Linked DNA regions of Gossypium hirsutum: region 1 is linked to region 2. Evidence: chromatin contacts called from public Hi-C data. All regions are on one chromosome and are shown on one strand. The core of a region is the stretch at or near the end of the contact, and the rest is flanking DNA. Distances in the headings are between cores, read along the strand shown.

What was found. Hi-C and Micro-C count contacts between places; a contact is called where the count stands out from the background.
Region 1: a contact with region 2 is called in a Hi-C map of leaf, with 8 times the contacts expected there. The contact joins the enhancer-like site here to the promoter of LOC107956624 in region 2. A contact is called at or near these places in 17 of 34 Hi-C or Micro-C datasets (anther, callus, hypocotyl and 2 more).

The regions. Positions count from the first base shown.
Region 1 is chrD07:12,640,005-12,643,083 of Gossypium_hirsutum_v2.1, forward strand. No RefSeq gene overlaps it. Among protein-coding and RNA genes, the nearest start is that of LOC121219407, 4.9 kb to the right of the region's middle. Within about 2 kb of position 1,492, at least 5 of the 9 cell types and tissues checked have an H3K27ac peak or open chromatin away from gene starts, as enhancers often do. A contact at or near this core is called in leaf, where this site is marked.
Region 2 is chrD07:12,590,238-12,592,937 of Gossypium_hirsutum_v2.1, forward strand. It overlaps LOC107956624 (DNA repair protein RAD51 homolog 2), which reads right to left and starts at 1,396. Exons shown (of 13, transcript XM_016892220.2): 1 at 1,263-1,396; 2 at 348-948; 3 at 148-261; 4 at 1-63. The coding sequence starts at 431.

The DNA.
Region 1 (3,079 bases), core at 242-2,741, 50 kb after region 2:
CACTTCCAATAAACCAACTTTTTGATTATCAACTTACAAACCTATTTATTAATAGTAAATGGCAGGTTAAAAATTCTTAAAAAAATATACCTCATGAAATTACCTAAACTTTTTAACATATTTCATCAAATAATTCTTTATTATCATATAAATGGTTAATATAAAGAGGAGATGAAATAAAAAAAAAGTGGCGAAGAAAAGTGCCATTTGAGAGTCAAAGTCAAAAGAAACTTAAGAGAGTAGAGAAGGAAAGGGAGAAAGGCTTAGGTTTTTTCTTGGGTTCAAGGAAGTGATTTTTGGTGATTTGTATCTTTGGACTATATAAAAGGTCTTTTGTGTCCTGTAATGCTATGTAGATGACAGTATGGATGGGACAATCATGGTCGTATAGTTGGCTAGGTCTTAATATTACGAGGTTGTTGCCCTCAAGTGATCCAAGCGGGGGAAGGGGTGCACTATGTGCTGTCTCACAGGTGATTGTTTAGGAGTTCAAGAGGGGTCTTACTCGGACTGTTCCTTATTTAGGGATCATGGAGTGTTCCTTGCAGACAACTTATGAGGGGTTCCTACAAATTACCTATGAGTTTGTCACATGGCACTATCTAGCGGACCATTCTCCACGGAAGGTTCATGGAAGTTGTCTAACAGCTCGCCATGTGTCATGCTCTGGGAGGGGTACAACAAGATTTATAAAATGACAATGCAAGTCAAAAGGTTGTTAAATTCAAATTTATCACGACATCATTTTTTAAATGGTAACAAAAGATGAGTATTTTTTATTTCAAAATGTCACACTAGAAGATTTTATCAATACTAATAATTAAATATAAATTTTAATATATGTAAAATAAAGAGACTAATTGTTTTTTTGAAATCAAACTGGGATGCTATTATTGAAGCACAACAAAACCAAACAAAAGAAAAAGCCCAACCGAGCTAAAGACCACCAGCCCAAAATCCAACACGGGAGCCCAAACGTTAAAAGACCAAAAAGAAAAATCTGGAAACACATTAAAATAACAAAATAAATGCCTAGAAAACCCCAGTCTGCCATTAATGACCTGTCCCCAACTTTCCCTTTTTCAATATTTTCTTTGACTTGTCGAGTCCAGAAGCCCGAGAGTATAGTTACCAAAATCAGAGAAATGAGACCTCTCAACTCCCAAATAACCATTTCAAACCTTTCTTTCATCAATCTGGTTCTCTTGGCCGTTCCGTCTCCAGTCAACACAACATTAGTGACATTTAAGAGTTCCAAATCCCTACCCTCATTTAAGATTTCCAAACAGAAAGAAGTTACCTCTGTACATACGATGTTCCAACACTTCTGAAAGAAAATTGTTGGAAAGCCGTCATCACTGGGAACCTTTGTAGGACTCATTCCTTCCAATGCTACCCAAATCTCTTCAGCAATGTACTTCATTGTAAGCTGCAAATGTGCTTCCTTAAAAATGCAATGCTCAATTCCTAGCAAGATCGATTCCATATTGCTCACGCCTCTGGTTGTAAACAACTCTTGAAAAAAGCTTTAGCTATTGTAATAGGCCCAATTTGCCCAGGCCCAGACGAAAATTAAACAAAAATAAATAATAACTATTTCAGTCCATTTACAGTAAATTTAAACCCAAAATTACAATGGTCCTAGCAGCCCAATAAGAATTAAAACCCTAAAGCCCAAATGGCCCAAAACCTAAAGTAATTTCCAACAAAAGAGAAAGGCAGAAACCCTAGATGCGCCGCACCTAGGTCCACCCCCAACCGCCAGCCTCCTCACGCATACCACCATGCTCATCTGACACCTGCAAAAAAATTGAACGCAACAACAAAAAAAGAGAGGCATGCGAGCAATAATGGACTAAAAAGTTGTATCCGGCTATAAAAGCCTAAACTTTATCTTTGTGTTTTTTTACGAACATTGAGAGATAAAAACAAAAAACGAACAAAAAAGGTGATTTTTTTCATCTCAGATTCGCTTTCTTTTTCTTTTTCTTTTTTATCTTTTGTTTTTTTTGCATATTAAATAAGAAATAAAAAAGGGGAAAGGGGACTCACCAGGGATGACCGTGGCTGTGCTGTCGGAGGGCTTCTCCTCTATTGCCGATTCGGGTCCAAAGCGGTTTGAGAGTTACCCTTTTTTTGTTTCCCGCGGGTTGAGAGAGTTGGGTTCTCAAGGATGCCACACGATGAGGGCTAAAAAATCCTTTTTGCGCAACACCTGCCATCGGCCACGGCAGCGCTACAGCGGCGACCACGGCCAAAACCCTAGGCCGGATGTGGGGCGGGGTTGAGAGAAAATAGAGGTTTTTGAAGTTTTTTTCCTAAACACTGCAAAAATAATTTTTTTAAAAAAATTGATTTAAATAAGGCATTAAACGGCGCCGTTTTGGGGGTTGGGTTCAAAGGCCAAAACGACATCATTTTGGACCTCTAACCTGCGACCCAACCCAGCAGCCCACAGGATCCGCGTGTTTTTGCAGTGAATAGGCTATTTGCACAATCGGTCCCTCTTCTTTTGCAACATAGTGTAATTTGATCCTTTTTTTGTTTTTTTTTTTAAATTTGGGTTGCGAATTTTGCTTCCGTTTCAATCTGGTCCTTAGACCATATGCGGTCCCTTTGTTAAAACGCAGCGCTTTAGGACTGGGAAATATTTTCCTGAAGGTCCCTTGCGCTTTGCGCACGTTTCATTTCAGTCCCCTGGTAACCCTGTTTTATTTATTTGCAATTTAAACCTTGATTTTTTAGCCCGATTTCAATTCGGTCCTCAGCCTATTTAATTATTATTTTTATATATTATTTGTTTTAAAAAAACAGTTTCATTAAATATTTCAATTAATATTTATTTGCTTATTCATTTTTAATTTTTAATCAAACTTACACCATTATTTATTTTATTTATTACTCATTTTTTTATATATACATATCGATTTGTGTATTTTATTTATGTCATCATTATTACTATCATTTCATTATCTAGTTACTTGCTAATCTTCAAATATTTTCAAATTTTAGATTCCTTAGTATTATCTTCATCGTTATTTATTATTGTTGTTGTTGTTAGGTATGTTACTTATATTAT
Region 2 (2,700 bases), core at 146-2,645:
GCCTGTTGGAAAATGGCCTCCCAAGTGCTCGTTTTGAAACCTTTGTTCCATTAAAGAAAGTGCCTGGGTATCAATCCAAATCCCTAAATCTGTTAGAAATTAAAAAGAAAAAAAAACCCCAATTAATTGAGGAAAAAAATCACTTACAGTTTGATATGGTGGAGCAACGATCTCACTGATCTGCGATAATGCTGATCTTACTTCCGTTAATCCCACATCTAACAACTCCATTAACTCAAATTCCGTTAAAGATAAAGCGTCCTTCAAAAAAAAGTTTTACTACAAAATATCACTGAATTTGAAGAGCTTAAAACAAAAATAAAAGAAGAAAAGGAAGAAGAAAAAACCTTGGCAGTAGAAACATTACGGGCGGAGAACACATTGGCGATGGATTTGGGAAGTGGGATTTCGCTGATCAGCTTGTTCGCCATTACCCTTTCTGCTGATATTTCCCGCCAATTATGGTCTGCTACTAACCGTTATTGCTTTTATTTGGGCTTTATTTTTGTGAGTCGGCCCATTATTTTTGGTCAGAGACCGTTGTTTGGGCCCATTGCCAGTGAAGTGAAATCCTTGAAACCCAAAATGGTTATTTTGGATAGCCTTTATAATAGGCCCAATTTGCCCGGGCCCAAAATCACAAATAAATAAATCAAATAAAAAATTAAAAGTCCAAATGTCCAGATTACAAACCAAAATAAATTAAGCTCAAACCCGATTACAAAATCCAAATATCCACTAAACCCAATTAATCTAGCCCAAACACTAAACCCAATTAGCCTAAACCTAAGCCCAATACCCTGGCCCAACACCATAACACACGGCATCAAGAAACCCTAGCAACAACCCCCCTCCCAGCGCCGCAGCAGCCTCACAACACATCACCTTCGGCTCTCCCCTCGCACGTGCTGGCCTCCTCACACACACCGCCACATCAGTGCCCTGTACCTACAATGTCACAAACAAACAACAGAAGGCCAAGAAACAGAAAAAGGACACAACAAAAAGCAGAAATGAGCAAAAAATAGCAGCAAATAAAAAAGGAAAAATATGTATTTTGTTGTAATTTTGGCAATATAAGGCCAGATATCAGAAATTGTAAAGGGGGCACGAACATTATAAAAAAAAATCAGAAAGCAATAAAAAATCAAAAAGTTCAAAGAGGTGATTTTCTTCATTTTCTTCCTTTTATTTTTTGGATTCTTTGTTTTCTTCTTTAGCACCAAACGAAAATAAAAGAGGAGGAGAAAGGAGGTTCTTACCTTCGCGAAGTCGCGTCGTCGGAGCCCTGTTGATTTCGTCCGAAATGGAGTTGAATGGGGTTCGGGTTGTGCAGCGGCGGAGAGAAAAGGAGATCTTTTTATGTTTGTTTTAAAATCGTTTAGGGGTTAAATTTTTTAGGGTTTGTGGTGACTTTCATAGGGGGTTGAAACGGCACCGTTTAGTGCCCGTTTCAGTGGCTCTAAAACGGTGCCATATTGGCACTGACCCGATGACCCGGCCCGAGCACGACCAGATCCGCGCGCTTTGGTCTCGGAGGGAATATTTGCGCCATTAATCCTCCTGATTTATTTCATTGTTTTAATCCAGTTTTCCTTTATTTTCTAAATTTGCCCCGCATTTTTGATGTTGTCCCAGTTTGGCCCATATTGCTGTGATGAGTTTTGAGGGATAGGGAATATTTCCCATTTAGTCCCCTGTGAAATGCGCACGCTTCATTTGGCCCTTCAACTTTATTTTACTTTCGTTTTTTTCCTGATTATGTTTTAAATTCAATTTAATCCCTACTTACCCAATGAAATTATTTAAGCTTTATTGATCTATTTTCCTATAATTTTTATTGAATTCTAAATATTAAATATTGTTTTTCATAGTTTTTCTTATATACATATTACTTTGTTTAAACCATTTATTTTATATGTTATTTTAAAATTAGTTATTGTTGATTTCTTTTATTTAAAATTTCTGTTATATATATTATATTAAACTTATATATGATTACTTTAACTTGCTTTTTAGATTATTTACATCAAGTTGTTTTGTATATTATTTTATTTTAAGTTATTTTATATATTATTTATTCTAAAATTAACCTATACTATTTGCATTAAAATTGATTTATATTAACTATTTAAAACATGTTTACATACTGTTTATTTAGTTTTATCATTTATTTTAATTGTTCTGCATGTCTGTTTTTAAACTTTTATTTTATTATATACTTAGTTTATTTCAACTCTTTTTATACATATATTATTATTTATATTAAGTTTTTCATCCCATATGTATTACTTATTTAAATTAATATATGTATATTATGTATTTGATTTTCTTTTTATATGATATTTATTTAAAATTTTTTGGATACTATTATTTTATGTTGTATTTATTTTTTAACCATATTTTTAATTTATTTCAAATTTTCATATGTATATTATTTATTTTAAATTCATTAATTATAATTTCTCTTTTTTCATAATTATTAAGTTATTTTAAAAACTTGTACAATTTCATGTGTTAATTTGTTTGGTGCTTTGATTGACCTTTAATTCATTAGCCTTTGAATGTTAGCATAATATACGATGTGAGGGTATTACTCTTATGTGCATTGCATTAATTATTTGTGTTGATTGATTATTTGTGTTCATTAGTGTATATTTTGGCTTACGAATTATTATTTCGAATTGTACATTGAAATTC